Linked DNA regions of Mus musculus: all the other regions are linked to region 3. The links are chromatin contacts, called in public HiChIP or PLAC-seq and promoter capture Hi-C maps. All regions are on one chromosome and are shown on one strand. Each heading gives the region's core, a stretch centred on a gene start, on an enhancer-like site or on the middle of the called end of the contact. The rest is flanking DNA. Distances are from core to core; before and after follow the strand shown. Region 1 holds the start of Klhdc8a (kelch domain containing 8A). Region 2 holds the start of Pik3c2b (phosphatidylinositol-4-phosphate 3-kinase catalytic subunit type 2 beta). Region 3 holds the start of Btg2 (BTG anti-proliferation factor 2). Region 4 holds the start of F730311O21Rik (a long non-coding RNA gene). Region 5 holds the start of Arl8a (ADP-ribosylation factor-like 8A).

What was found. Promoter capture Hi-C pulls out the DNA fragments that hold promoters and counts their contacts. HiChIP or PLAC-seq counts read pairs in DNA pulled down with a chosen protein or histone mark.
Region 1: a contact with region 3 is called in a promoter capture Hi-C map of pre-B cells, with 3 times the contacts expected there. The contact joins the promoter of Klhdc8a here to the promoter of Btg2 in region 3. A contact is called at or near these places in 1 of 39 promoter capture datasets (pre-B cells) and 2 of 115 datasets of contacts at active chromatin or transcription factors (astrocytes and embryonic forebrain).
Region 2: a contact with region 3 is called in a promoter capture Hi-C map of pre-B cells, with 4 times the contacts expected there. The contact joins the promoter of Pik3c2b here to the promoter of Btg2 in region 3. A contact is called at or near these places in 4 of 39 promoter capture datasets (embryonic stem cells, hippocampal neurons, neutrophils and 1 more), 1 of 484 Hi-C or Micro-C datasets (B cells), 6 of 115 datasets of contacts at active chromatin or transcription factors (astrocytes, double positive thymocytes, embryonic forebrain and 3 more) and 2 of 9 other capture datasets (adipose tissue and liver).
Region 4: a promoter capture Hi-C map of pre-B cells shows a contact between it and region 3, with 7 times the contacts expected there. The contact joins the promoter of F730311O21Rik here to the promoter of Btg2 in region 3.
Region 5: an H3K27ac HiChIP or PLAC-seq map of double positive thymocytes shows a contact between it and region 3, with 6 times the contacts expected there. The contact joins the promoter of Arl8a here to the promoter of Btg2 in region 3. A contact is called at or near these places in 3 of 484 Hi-C or Micro-C datasets (B cells, CD4 T cells and embryonic stem cells) and 5 of 115 datasets of contacts at active chromatin or transcription factors (double positive thymocytes, pancreatic cancer cells, pro-B cells and 2 more).

The regions. Positions count from the first base shown.
Region 1 is chr1:132,297,205-132,299,904 of GRCm38.p6, reverse strand. It overlaps Klhdc8a (kelch domain containing 8A), which reads right to left and starts at 1,279. Exons shown (of 5, transcript NM_144810.5): 1 at 253-1,279. The coding sequence starts at 628. Gm51645 (a long non-coding RNA gene) reads right to left here. Exons shown (of 4, transcript XR_003947998.1): 4 at 2,524-2,700.
Region 2 is chr1:133,044,575-133,047,274 of GRCm38.p6, reverse strand. It overlaps Pik3c2b (phosphatidylinositol-4-phosphate 3-kinase catalytic subunit type 2 beta), which reads right to left and starts at 1,263. Exons shown (of 33, transcript NM_001099276.2): 1 at 852-1,263.
Region 3 is chr1:134,077,853-134,080,552 of GRCm38.p6, reverse strand. Btg2 (BTG anti-proliferation factor 2) reads left to right here and starts at 1,398. Exons shown (of 2, transcript NM_007570.2): 1 at 1,398-1,641. The coding sequence starts at 1,500.
Region 4 is chr1:132,340,589-132,343,288 of GRCm38.p6, reverse strand. F730311O21Rik (a long non-coding RNA gene) reads right to left here and starts at 1,359. Exons shown (of 4, transcript XR_878527.2): 1 at 1,222-1,359; 2 at 888-978.
Region 5 is chr1:135,145,543-135,148,242 of GRCm38.p6, reverse strand. Arl8a (ADP-ribosylation factor-like 8A) reads right to left here and starts at 1,409. Exons shown (of 7, transcript NM_026823.2): 1 at 1,143-1,409. The coding sequence starts at 1,265.

The sequences.
Region 1 (2,700 bases), core at 30-2,529, 1.8 Mb after region 3:
GCAGTGGCCTGCCCAGCTTGCTGGAGCTGACTCCTGGCATCAGATGGAATTCCTAGACATTTCACCTGCTCAGTGTCCCTTTCCAATCTGTAAAGTAAGGGCAGTGGGTCTCTAGTTTTAGTGCTTAATGTAAGGCTCGAATGTTATAGGGAATGTGTATTGGCCACCCAAATCATGTTGCCTTACACCCGTGTCCCCCGTGACCCTTTACTTTCTTCCCTAATGCCCACCCTCAACCCTGGCCCCACTTGCCTTTGGCTGTGACAGAAATGCCCATGGCAGCCTCGCGCAAGACGCTTCTCTTCTTCCACTTGCCCTCATCGATGTTGTACATTTCCACGACCTTCACAGGCAGTTGATTGGTGCCCACACCCCCGATCACCATAATCCGCTTTCCTAGGGCAGTGATCGCTACCCCGGCCCGGGCTGTGGGCAGGGAGGGCAGGGAGGTCCACTGGTCGGCCTCGGGGGAGTAGACCTCGAAGCAGTCCATAGGGACGCCATTGTCATCACATCCCCCGATGGCATAGACCTGCCCCCCAGTCTCCAGCAGTGAGCAATAGACCCGGCGGCTAGGCAGTGGAGCAAGGCGCTTCCACTGAAAGTCCTTGACATTGGGCACTTCCATGGCAGCCCGGGGGAGGGCCCTGCTCGAGCGCCCCCACAGCGTCCGGGCAAGGTCCAGCCCCGGGGCCCGCGGGCTACACGGCGCCGGTCGGCGCGTCCCCTCTCTCAGCCTCCATCTCGCGCTGCACGGGCTCCCTGCCGACGCCCGCTGGCTTCTCCGGGTCCCTTGGGTGTCAGCGGGGCAGCGACGTCCACGCCTGGCTCCGCGGAAAGAACCTGGCGAATCTAGGGCAGCAGGGCGCCGGCGGTAGCTCACCCTTGGTCAACTTTGCAGGATGCGCCCCGCCCCCGCCCGGTCCCCCGGAGCTCGGAGCCCACCCCACCGCGCGTGGGCGCCGCGCTCGCCCAGCACTAGCTCCCGGGCGGCGCCTACAGCCGCGCGAAGCTTTCACGGTCCGCCTGGCAGCCGCGGAGCGGAGGACAGCGCTCCCTGCCCTTCCCAGCCCGCACGCCGCCGTCACCCGCGCAGGAGAGCGGTCGCCAGAAGCCGAGCTCCGGCCGGAGGACGCGGGTTCCCCGCACCGCCTCCCCGCAGCTTCCACACCTGGGCAGGAGCCCACGCGCCCCGAGGCGGAGGCTGTGGCCTGTGCGTCAGCCCCGGGCGACCAGGGCGAGCGAGGGCAGGGCCTGCAGTGTCTACAGGGTCGGAGACAGCCGGAGCAGGAGCCGGGTGCCCAGATGACAGGCAGATCCTGCCAGCGTGGGGGCGGGCGTTTGCGAGTGTTTGTTTTGGGTGAGGAGGCGGAGAGGCCAATTACCCGGTTTGTCTACAGTACACAGACCCAGTTCGTGACAGGCTGGCTTTGTTTGGGGGGAGGTATGCTCACATGGTCTAACCTCAGAAGCCAGTTAGGAGGCACAGATGTGGCAGGGATCTGCCGATCTAACAATTCTCACTCGTGTGCATGTAATTCACACAGAATCTTCTTTCCCTCCTAAGTGGAGACGTCCACAAAGCCTCAAATAAAGTCACAGACAGGGAAACCACAGCTGAACACACCAATAGACAAGCTGGGAGGACCTCACCTTCCAAACCCTTGTGCATCTGTAGTGTGCAAACCTGATTAACAAATCCCGGCCCTTAGCAGCAACTGCAGGACTGGGTGGATGGTCTCTCAAACCACCCAGCAACAGACCCTTCAGAACTGTAGTACCCAGTAATTCAAGTACCCATGATATACCGGACCACCTAGCAGTGTCTCCCCAAGCCCACGGGGTCCTCCTCTCTGGCTTCCTTCCATTCAGAAAGGCTCAAGCTCGGGAACCTGACAGACTGCTGTTCAAATGTTTGCTCTGGAAAACTTAGCTTCAGTTTCTACTCTGAGTCTGTGAGTGAGTGTGTGTGTGTGTGTGTGTGTGTGTGCGCGCACACACACACACACATACACATACTCACGTGCTTATATGTTGGTATGCATTTCCTCTCACTGTTGGGGATGGATCTCAGAGATGTGCACACGCTAGGCACTAAACTTTTATTTGTGATAAACTATAGAGTCACATGTGGTTGTAAGAAAGGAGTATTCTTTATCCGGTTTTTCCCAGTATTAAAATCCCACCAAGCTATAGGACAATGCCATAAACAGAGTATATTTTCATTACAGGGCTCCCACGTCACCTTTTGATATCTGGTAGGAGGACTCTATGATCCCCAGCCCCTGACAGCCCATGTCTGAAGCCTTGTCATTTCAGCCACGTTGTACAAGGGGCTGGGAATGGAGCTCACTCCTGGAGTATCATTGTTGAAAGAATCAATAGCTCTCTCTCTCTCTCTCTCTCTCTCTCTCCCTCCCTTCACCCCCTCTTTGTTTTCCTCAGTATGCCTGGAACTCACAATCTCCCTGCTATAGCCTCCAATTCTCCTCCCCACCCCACCCCCCAGCTTCCCATTTATTGAGGAAGGGTCTCTCACAGAAATCCACCTGCCTTTGCCTCCTAAATGCTGGGATTAAAAGTGTATGACTCTTCATCAGATTTTTTCCCCTTTATTTCTTTGTAATGTTCCGTGGTTGTAAGGTTTGTGAAGGCTGAGTGAGGTGATGTAGGGACTGTTTATCAAGTGTGATGCTTATC
Region 2 (2,700 bases), core at 14-2,513, 1.0 Mb after region 3:
TAGGACTTTCACCCTAAATATGACTGGTGGGCTGGGACTGGGAAACCACAAAGATACCTAAAGGGAGGTGAGATGTAGGGCCAGGTTAGCCTGAAGGAGCAATGGCAGAGTTTAGACACTTCAACCTCTGCACAACAAGGGTGAATGCACTAACCTCATACATTTGGTAACCTCTTTCCACACCCCAGAAGCCTGCCAAGCCCCTGGACTTTTCACCCCACCCACCCCAGCTTGGCAGTTTTGCTGGGGCTTCCAGCTTCTATCATCGCACCAAAGCTGCAGCTGTGTAAAACTGAAAAATGAGGGGCAAGTACTGCCCAGGAGAGGAGCACTTTCCCGGAGGGCCGGGGACTCGGGCCTGAAGGTCCTAGTCTCTCCTGCAAGCTTTCAGTCTTCTGCTTTTGCAGTATCCTTATAAGGCCAACCCTACCCTCCGCCTGGCCGAAAATGTGTACCGTCCCGAGGTTGGACGCTGACTTCTCACTCCCGCTGCACAGGAAGGCACCACTCCCACCACCCCCCACTCCAGGACAGGTTTTGCTCTTAAACAAACTAATAAACAAATCGACTCCAAAGCGGTCCCCTGGTCCCAGCTCGTCTTGCAGCTGCACCCGGGAAGTGTGTTCCGGAGGAGGAGGCGGGTGCAAGCCCGGCGAGGCCGCGAGTCGCGGGCGAGCCGTGGGGCGGGGGCGAGCAACCTGCAGTGCTCGGAGGACCCGGCTGGGCTCTCGGCCCTGCCATTGTTGGCCCCGGCGCTGGCGCTTCGGGGCGGGAGCTCTGCCCACGTCGCCCCGACTAAGAGGGCGCTCCGCAGCCCCGGGGTCGTCCTCCCCGCCGCGTGCTCTTCCTACCTGCGCTGGCCGCGGGTTCTGCCGCGACACCCTGACTGTCGTGGCTGGGTGTCTAGGGCTCCGCCGACCCGGCTCGCTCGGAAGATCCAGGCGGCTCCAGCCCCCGCGTGATGTTCAGTGTCGCCTGCTCCCTTCGCTCGCACCGCGCGGGCACTGGGATCCCCGCAGCAGGAGACACACGGGCAAGCGACGGGCGTGGGGGCCGGGCCCGGGCCCGGTGCTGTCTGCCGGGAGCGTGCACGAGCTCGCAGTCAGGCAGCCCCGGGTGAGACAATAGCGCGAACGGCGAGCGAGCGGGGAGAAGCCATCTCCCGGACAGCCGGCGCACTGCACGGCGCGCGAGGCTCACCGGCTCCTGCCAGGACCGCGGCCCAGGCCGCCGGCAACAGCCGCAACGCCGAATCGCCTAGTCGCGGGAGCCAGAGGGCGGGGCGGCGGGAACACGGGCCCCCTCCCTCCCCTCTTCCTCTCCCCCTCCCCTCCCCCTCCCGCTCCCGCCTCCGCACCGTGTGCGGCGTCCTGAGCAGACCCCGGGGGCCAGCAATCCCACTTCCCGCTGGCAGATTGTCGTCGTTTTCCAGGCTGGAACCCCTTGCTCTGGGTCAGGTGAAACAAGCCAGATCACCTTATTGGAAGCGACACGGGCTGGGCGTTCAGTTATCCGTTCGAAAATTTCCTCTCATAATTATGCATGATAGGGATGCTCTAAAGAACTACCACCTTCGTGGGGGAGGCTGTGTTGGCACTTTTCTCTCCCGTTTGCTCAAGGGCGGTCTTCCAACCTGAGTGGGGAGGAGAAGTAGAGAAGCCTCCAACCCTATTAAGGTAGGAAGCAAACTTTGAAACTGTGTTATTTTCTCCGGGCACCTCCCTTAAAGCACCTGTGTCAAGCATTTTCCTAAGGGCTCTACCCAGTACTGGCCAGCTCCGTTTGCATAATAACTAGGGTCTCGGATCTCCAAGTACACTTTCTTCAACCAGGAACTTGTTCTTTGCTATCTTCCTTTCTTTGCCAGTCACACTGGGATTCAGCCTTCTTCCTCAGTACCCCTTCAAGCCTTGGTGGGAGAAGGTGTCTCAGCTCCCATGCCCTCTGCTCTCTAGCTAAGGCTTCTATGGAAACATCTGTTAAGCATCCCTTGCCTTGCCCCAAGGAAATATTTAAGATACTACCATTTCAGTCTATCAAAGTCAGAAAGGTCTTTATAAAACACATGGGGCCTTTGATCCCGCCCCCTTATTTGCATGAAACTCTGTAAGAAACCGGAGCAGTTTTCCAGGAGACAAGGGCTAAAGCCTTCCTAGGTTGGTAGAGGTAGAAACTGGGGAGAGCTCACAAAGAGGAGAGCTGTCTAGTAGAATGAGGATTTGAACAACTAGAGGAAGTCCTGTGGTGGAGAAAAGCAGTACAAAAGGGGAGTCCCTAAGCCAGGTCCTCAATCAGCACCTGGGAGGCAGAAGCACCCCAACGGGTGTGGTGTGTAACTCCAGGAGAGCTGCTGCTTTTTCTCCTGGCCTCTGCAGGCATCCATATGCATGTGCACACCCCCACAAGCATATACAGAATCTAAAAATAAATTCAATCTTAACCCCCACCCCCAAAAAGTCGAGTTCACAATTCTAAAGTATTTGAGGGAGAATATTGTTTTGTTTTCATCGAGGATGAAATGGAACGGTTAGATAGAAACCTCATGGGCATCACTAGGTGAGTGAAGAGAAAAAGAAGCCTGTGAGAGCTAAATCAGGTTCCGGTGGCTTGATGGTGAAAGACTCGTTCTAGAAGCTTAACAACTAGAGGAGGAATACAAAGGAGCATGAAAGATCAGGTATGGAAGTGTTGTTTGGCACA
Region 3 (2,700 bases), core at 149-2,648:
GAGCAAGCAGATGGACACTTTAGAAAAAGACTCTTTCCGGGAAGGTGCTTTGGGCATGGGAGGGGAAGGAACCCACTGAGATTATTTAGGGATGAAGAAGCCAACAGTCTTGGGACCAGGTCTGAGGAAGCAAAAAGAGGGTCTGGGTGCTATAGGGACAGTGATCAGTAGCTTTGTCTGAAAGGGGGAACAGGGAGGGAGGTAGCTTTAGAGGGAGCACTAGACATTTAGAGGGAGGGATAGAGCATGTGGGAAAAGGGACAGAAGTATTGATGGGAAGTCCACTGAAGAAAAACAAGCAGCAAAACAGACAGTGGAGAGAAAAGGGAAGAGGGAAATGGGGTAGGGTGGATACAGAGGATCCAGGTAGGGAAGCTGGTGGCTCAGACCAGGGATACAGGGAGAGAAGCCTGGCTTAGAACTCAGGGAAAACAGGATTTTACACAAGCCATGGCGCTAAATTCAGGCCCCATCCTGTGCAGGGCTCAGAGATGTGGGTGACAAGTTGCCCCACTCAGTAGTCTGCCTAGCTTCCTGGCACCAGTCCCTGAGCCCCTGCGTGTAGACAAGCCAGACCTGAAGCCTTTCCTCTGGGGAGCTAGTGTTTACAAAAGCCTCAGTGCACAAAAAGGAAGGAAAACAATCAGGGAAGAGGGAGGGGCAGGGAACTGATGGAAAACTTTGTACAATTCACACCAGATTACTTAAACACACACACACACACACACACACACACACACACACACACACACACACACACACACACAGACACTGCCATTTAAAGGAAAGTGAGTGCTGGAAAAATAACCCTACGGACAGAAAATACTCTCCTCGACACTCCTCCCACCAAACAGTGAGAGCTGATTACTTTTAGGCAATTACAGAAGAGGAAGAGCAGAATTTGTTGGGGGAGGTGGAATTATTATGGAAGCAAAAAGAATACAATCCCCATTGCTGAAAACACGAGGAACCCGTTTTGATCAGCTGGGGGGATGAGTGGCAGAGATGTTCAGGTAGGGGGGTGAACGGCTCTGTCAGTGTCTGTCAGGAGACATGGGAGAAATAACATCGGCGAGGGCATCCTGGAGGAGGCAGCAGGCAACCTGGGTTTTGGCGCTGTGCAGAGACGACGTCCGGGCATGCCCGGTGTAGCGCGCTTCCTCTGCCCAGGTCCAAGGCCCTCTCCCGCCTGCCTCCCACAGCACGGGAGTCCGGTGCTTGTTCCCAATAATGACGTCAGTGAGCGATGACCTCAGCGCCTGGGAGGCGCGGGCGAGCTGGCGGGCGGGGCGGAGAGGGGCGGGCGCAGGCGGAGGGGAGAGGCGAGACACCGGAGGGGCACGCCCCCATCCGCCAGCGTCGGCCAATGGGCGCCACCGACGGCTCCCCGCCTCCCCGAGTGGTATGAAAGGCGCAGCCCGGGGAAAGTCCGGGCAGAGCCCGAGAGGTGGCCAGACCGTCATCATCGTTCTAATACAGCTACTTCCTCAGCCACCGGTATGAGCCACGGGAAGAGAACCGACATGCTCCCGGAGATCGCCGCCGCCGTGGGTTTCCTCTCCAGTCTCCTGAGGACTCGGGGCTGCGTGAGCGAGCAGAGACTCAAGGTTTTCAGTAGGGCGCTCCAGGACGCACTGACCGGTGAGCACACGTCGGGGTCTTGGAACCACTCGGGCGCGGCCACTTCTTGCCTGGGGTGTCTTTATCACTGTTCTGTGACGGGGACCCCTACGCGAACAACTCCGGGTCTCAGATGTCTTTCTCTAATTAATCTCTGAGGCCACTGATGGTCCTCTGTCCCTTCGGTTAAGTCCCCGTCTCCCAGCCCTCCAGTCCCCGCCTCGCTCCCGAGGCTCCGACCCTCTTCCTTGAGTACATTCTGAGACCCTGACAACACCATGAGAAAAGTCAGTGTGTGTGTGTATTCAGAGTCCGAGCTCACCCTTATCTCCGAATCTTGGAGAACAACAGACCCTCAGGGGATGTGAAGCCAGGCCAAGCTGTGCGACTTTTATGCGCAATTGAACTTTCTAGACAACTCTTGAGTCCTAGCCACTGTTGCTGTATAGTCCTGAGCCTGTCATCATACAGGCCCATTCTGCCGCGTGTTTACCCGCTGCAAGTTGTAATCTGGGCCCCCTTTGTATTTTTTCTTTTTTGGTCCCTCTTCACCATCTGCCACCTATTGTAGTACAGAAAAGAGCCTGGTAGCCTAGCCAACTGCGAGGGCGGGGAGGGGGTGTGTGTGTTATGGAGGCAGGGTGTGAGGGACGGAGGTGGAGGAGTGATAAGCCACCCTTTAGCCTCTGTCCGCAGCTGTTATAACTGGTTGGTTGCCTTGGGCTGCGATAGCCATCTCTCAACATGTTGGCACAGATCTGAGGACCAACAGCTGTTTCATCAAAACAAAACCATTTTTTATCCCCTTACCTTTGCTAAAGATCTCAAAACTCTTCTGATGCGGAAGGGATGAGAGGCCTTGTGACTTGTTGGGCAACCAACAACATTGGCCGCTTACCTACCGGCTTTGAAATTTCAGTGCCTTGGTCGTCAGAGGCCCTGCCGGTTCTTGCTAGCCCTTCCTGCCTTAAACAGGATTGTGCCAAAAATATCCATGACCACCATAGAGCATCTACCTGAAAGCTCTGGGGCTGCTTTCCAGTGTACAAAAACTTGGAAAGGACCCAGGAATCTTTCTAA
Region 4 (2,700 bases), core at 110-2,609, 1.7 Mb after region 3:
GACTGATCTACAGAGTGAGTCCCAGCACAGACAAGGCTACAAAAACAACCCAACAATAAGAAAGCTATTAAGTTATTCTTATTTTAAGTCATTCTCCAAGCCAGCTAATTTGTTTTATTTATTTATTTATTTATTTATTTATTTATTTATTTATTTATTTATTTATTTTTGAGACACAGTTTCTCTGTATAGCCTTGGTTGTCCTGGAACTCAATCTGTAGACCAGGTTGGTCTTGGATTCATAGAGATCTGCTTGCCTCTGCCTCCCAAGGACTGGGATTGAAGGTGAGCTCCACCACACCCAGTTTAGCCAGTTAATTTTACTTTACTCCACAGAGCAAGCAAGCAGTGTGGGGGACAGAGGCAGCAGCTGGAGAGGTACATTGGGGTCAGGTGGTGACCTTTGACTCCTGTGCAGGCTGGCCTAGGCTGTTGGTACAGCACTCTGGTGGCAGAGGTGTGGGGATGGTGGCAAATTCAAGTCCAGCCCAGGCTGTGGCTGTTATCCAGTTGTTAGAGTGTTTACCTATCCAAAGATCTGCACCCAGTAGGGTAGCAGACAGCACCCAGTAGGGTCTAAAGATGGAGTTTCGTGGAGGGGCACTACAGGAATGACATCTGAACTCTCACCAAGGAAGGGAGTCAGTGACCCAAAACAAAGGTCTAGATTTGGTCCTTAGCTCTATAGAAACCTGGCATGATGGGGGAATGCCCGCCTGTGAGGGGGAGCTGGGGAGGATCGAGAATTCAAGGTCATTCTCAGTTACAGAATAAGGTCAAGGTCAAAGCCAGCACAAGCTATAAGCCTATCTACCAAAAAGAAAGAAAAAGAGAAACAAGAAGTCCTTCACCTTATAAAAGTTACAATTTCACAAGGACTTACTTACCTCTCCTCCCCTGGACCTCCAGGCTTTGAAGGGCAGTGTATATTCTGTTTAGTTCAGGACTCCCGGGGTTCAGCACCACACCCAGTATGCACTAAAGGAGGAAGAAAACAAAGCATGCTTGACGACCTGATTTCTAGGGCACACCTGTCTCTCTTACCAGACTGAGAGCCCCAGAGCTCCCTATGGTGACCCTAGAGACTCACATCAGCCCCTGCTCTGCTGAGTATCCTGAGGCCACCTTTCTTTCCCTTTGGGGGGTCATTTCTACCCCCAAATACATATCTTAAGATTTTTCTCCCAAGGCCTGAACTCCTGCTGCCCCGGCTATACTTACTTGCTGAGGCTCACCCAACCCTCCAGATTCACCCCACAGCTCCACACCCTCAGCCACCCCCCTTGGCCCAAAGTGAGGGGGGTGGGGTAGCCAGATGATCTCAGCACCTCCTGCTCTGACATCCTCTCTGGGGACTTCAGGCGTCCCCTGCCTCCACCCAGTGTCACTTCCTCATTTTGGCAGGAACTCCACTGATAATCTCGTTCACTTTCCACCACTTCCTGTGTTTTATGTGAATCCTCCTGAGCTCAGCTACAGAAGATGAGTCTCTTGGCTGTAAAGATAGCCCTAAATGTCTAAAGGCTTCCCACTAGGTCCTGGGAACACTCAGTTTTGTCTTCGTTTGGTTTGGTTTGTTGTTTTGTTTTGTGCTTCAAGACAGGGTTTCTCTGTGTAGCCCTGCCTGTCCTGGAACTTGCTCTGTAGACCAGGCTGGCCTCAAACTCACAGAGATCCACCTGGCTCTGCCTCCTGAGTGCTGGCATCAAAGGTGTGTGCTACCATCTTCCAGTTTGCCACACTCACCTTTTTAAAGCTGTCCAGAATGGGAGATTCTCTCATCCTGTGGGTCAGTAGCCCAAGGCAATAGCCCAAGATCTTCCTATTGTCTAACCTCAATCTTCCTGATGTTAGGATTTCCAGATTGGGAAAACGAAAATACAGGACACTTACTCAGTTTTGAGTTTGAGGGAGACACTGGGTAAAAATTCTAGTTAAACATCTCCCCTTCTATATCAGAACAAAAGTCATTTGGACTTAAAGGTGTAGCTTGGTAGTGTAGCTTGGTGGAAGCGCACATACTTAGCATAGACTTAGGGTCCTGGGGAAACAGCTCAGACAGCAAGACTGCTTGCTTTCCAAGCATGAGGGTTTGCGTTCAAATGCCAAGCACTCACGTAAAGAGCTGGGTGTGCCTTTGTGACCCTATAACACCCGGACTGTGGGAGGCAGATGGAGAATCATTGGGGCTTGCTGGCTGCCGGCCTAACTTCAGGTTCAGTGAGAACCCTGTCTTAAGGGAATAGGGAAGAGAGCAATAGTCAAAACTCCAATCTTCAGGTCTCCACATACTTAAACATGGGCATGGACATCCACCTACCCACATGAATATCCATGCATGTTCTCTCTCTCTCTCTCTCTCTCTCTCTCTCTCTCTCTCTCTCTCTCTCGTGCGTGAATGCGTGTGTGTGTGTGTGTGTGTGTGTGTGTGTGTGTGAGTGTGTGTGTGTGTGTGTGTGTGTGTATGTGTGTGTGTGTGTGTGAGAGAGAGAGAGAGAGAGAGAGAGAGAGAGAGAGAGAGAGTGTATGCACCATGTGAGTGCCTGGTGCCCTTGGAGGCCAGGAAAGGGTGTCAGATTGCCTGGAACTGGAGTTAGAGACAGTTGTGAGCCACCACGTAGGTGCTGGGAACTGAACCTGTGTCTGATGTAAGAACAAGCGCTCTTAATGGCTGCAGCATCTCTCCAGTCCCATACTCAG
Region 5 (2,700 bases), core at 160-2,659, 1.1 Mb before region 3:
CTTTAAGTCCCTCTGAAGGCTCCCCTTGCAGGGATATTGAGCCCTATGGGGCTTCAGGGTCGGGCAACAATACAATACAGGCAAGTGGTGGTACCGAAGCTGGTGGTCTCACATCTTTGCGGACCTGCACATCAGCATCTTTAGCCTATATCTGGCGAATTCACAGTCCTTGGAAAACCCATCTTTGGGAACGGGCCTAGGTTCTGGGGGGGGGGGGGGAACTATGTCCCCGTCCCAAGCCTTACTTGGTCCCATAAGCCCAGTCTTGCCTAGCTTGGAAATACAGGCTGCAGCCATTACTGCAGCTCAGCTCACGCCCAGGGAGCTCATCTTCCTCTTTTTTAAAGAGAAAATTTAACTCCTTCTTCACCACTCCTCTGGCACAGACATACAACTGCAATCACCCCCCTCTCTCCTCCGCCTCCCCCAGTGCTGAGTCTCCAAAGCTGCTCTCTCCCCTGTCCCCAGGTGGATGGCGCCCCTCCAGCTCATCCTCTCGGGTCCTCGGTACCTACTCTTGCAACTTCTGAGCCAAGTGGAGTCTCCCAACTCCCTTTATGGTGCCATGCTTTCGGGACCCCAACGCTAAGGCAGGCCCGGGACAGGTTCCGGGGAGGAGTCTGGACTAGAGCCAGGACCTCAGCTGACTCCTCTGCCTCTAGGGATACCTTCCCCCCGCCCCAAAGGGCCGCGGCTTCCGCGTCCAGCAAGGGTAGGCAGAGCCCTCGGGGTGGGGCTGGGCTGCTAGGGCACCCTGGCAACACGCTCCGGCCGCGCGTCCCGTGACCCTCCACGCGCGGAGCGGGATTGTCCGGGCACTTTCGCCCCGTCATGCCTCTTTGCGCCCGCCTCGGGGGCCTGTCAGCCTGCGGCGGGTTCCCGGTGCGTGGAGACATCTCCGTGCCGCCAGCTCCGGAACGCAAGCTCGGTTCCCCTGGTCCTCGCTACCCCGCCCCCAGCCCTGCCATCCTAGCCCAGGCCAGAGAACGGGTGGCACGCCAGTCGGTCCCCCAAGAACCGTGCTAGGCCCTAAGTGCCCGGAGCCGGCTCCTCCCTGCCCGGAACCCGGCGGTGCCGGGCCACGCCAGGCGCCGACCCCAGCTGCCTAGGGCGCGGCGCCGGCGACACATCTGCCCGCATACCGCGATCACGTTGACGAAGGTGGTCTTGCCCGAGTACTGCAGCCCCACCAGCGTGAGCTCCATTTCCTCCTTCCAGAACAGGGCCTTGAACCAGTCCAGCAGCTTGTTGAACAAAGCGATCATGGTCGCTGCCACCGGCCGCGCCCGGTGCCGGGTCCCCGCCGCCTTCGGTGCCCTCGCGCTGCGGCCCGGAGCGGCCCCTCCCCGGTGCGGCCGGGTCCCGCGGCTCGGTGCGGGCGGAGGCTGGAGCGCGGCGGCCGACGACGCGCTGCCCGAGGATCCGCTCGCCGATGGGTGTGGCCACGGCGCCTCCACCTCCTCCTCCGCCGCCGCCGCCCTCCCGCGGGCCGGGCCGCGTCCTGCTCGCACCCGAGCGCGCTCCAGTCTCGCGCGCGGCCTAGGCCAGCGCCCGCGGGCGGGGCGGCGGGGACCCGCGGCGGCCGGGAGGAGCGTGATGGCGCGCTTGCGGAGAAAGCTGTAATTTTATTTTTTCTGCTGCCCTCGTTTGCCCCGCCCTGACTGCACCGCTTTCTGGCTTGAACGGTGGTCGGTCCTGGGCGGGTGGTGTCCCGATTAAGCTAGGGTATTTCCAGGCCGAAGAACCGTGACATGAAGATCTCCAAGAAACGGTTTTGTTCCCTGAACCTTTGCCTCTGAGCATCTCTGGGTACCGAATTCCATCCCCCGAAATGCCATAGAGAGTAACAGCCGGATTTAGAGCCCTTAATACTCCATCTTGTTTTGTTAACCACAGTTTGCCAGGCTACTTGTCTGGGAAGCCCAAAGTGAGATCGACATTTGAACTTGATGCTTGTCTTCACTATAAAGAGACGGGCAAAATCAGGGCAAGGGATTCCCTGTGAGGAACGGCGGTAGCAAAGGAAAAAATGTATGCTATTTTGATACAAAGTTTTTGATAGTGGGTGGTGGAGAGTCTGCCAAGAAGTCCCCATCCTCCCTTGCAGGAGATAACAGCTCAGTCAACCGGCTGTGCCTTCCTGGTCTCAGGATTCCTAGGCAGCTGGGCTCTCTTTGGGGGTCGGTTTTCACCTGGAGGCTGTGATGAACTGTTAACATCAACTGTATGGATTAAACCTATTAAAGAACCAGACAGCCCTCAACATCTGGATCAGCCTATTCTGATTTACTAACATCTGTCTAATAAGTTCTTCTCTTCCTCCGTAGGTACATGCTATAGTCTGACATGTTTAAATTAAAGTTTAAGTTATCATACAAAGTAATAGATTTTCATTGCTTTACATTTCTGTGTCTTTCCCCCAGATTCATATATTGAAATCCCACTCCTCAAAGTGATGACCATATAAGGCGACTAGGTTATGAGGGGGGAGGCCTCCTAGCTAAGATTAGTGCCCTTATATAAGGAGAGAACAACAGAGGTGCCCAGAGCCTATACTCCTCCCATCTTGAGGCTACAAAGAGAAGGCTGTAATCTATTAGCCAAAAAGTGACTCCTAACCAGACCCTGAATCTACCCGTACCATGACAGATCACTTTCCCATTTTTCAAGCCATGAGCAACAACTTTCTGTTGTTTATAA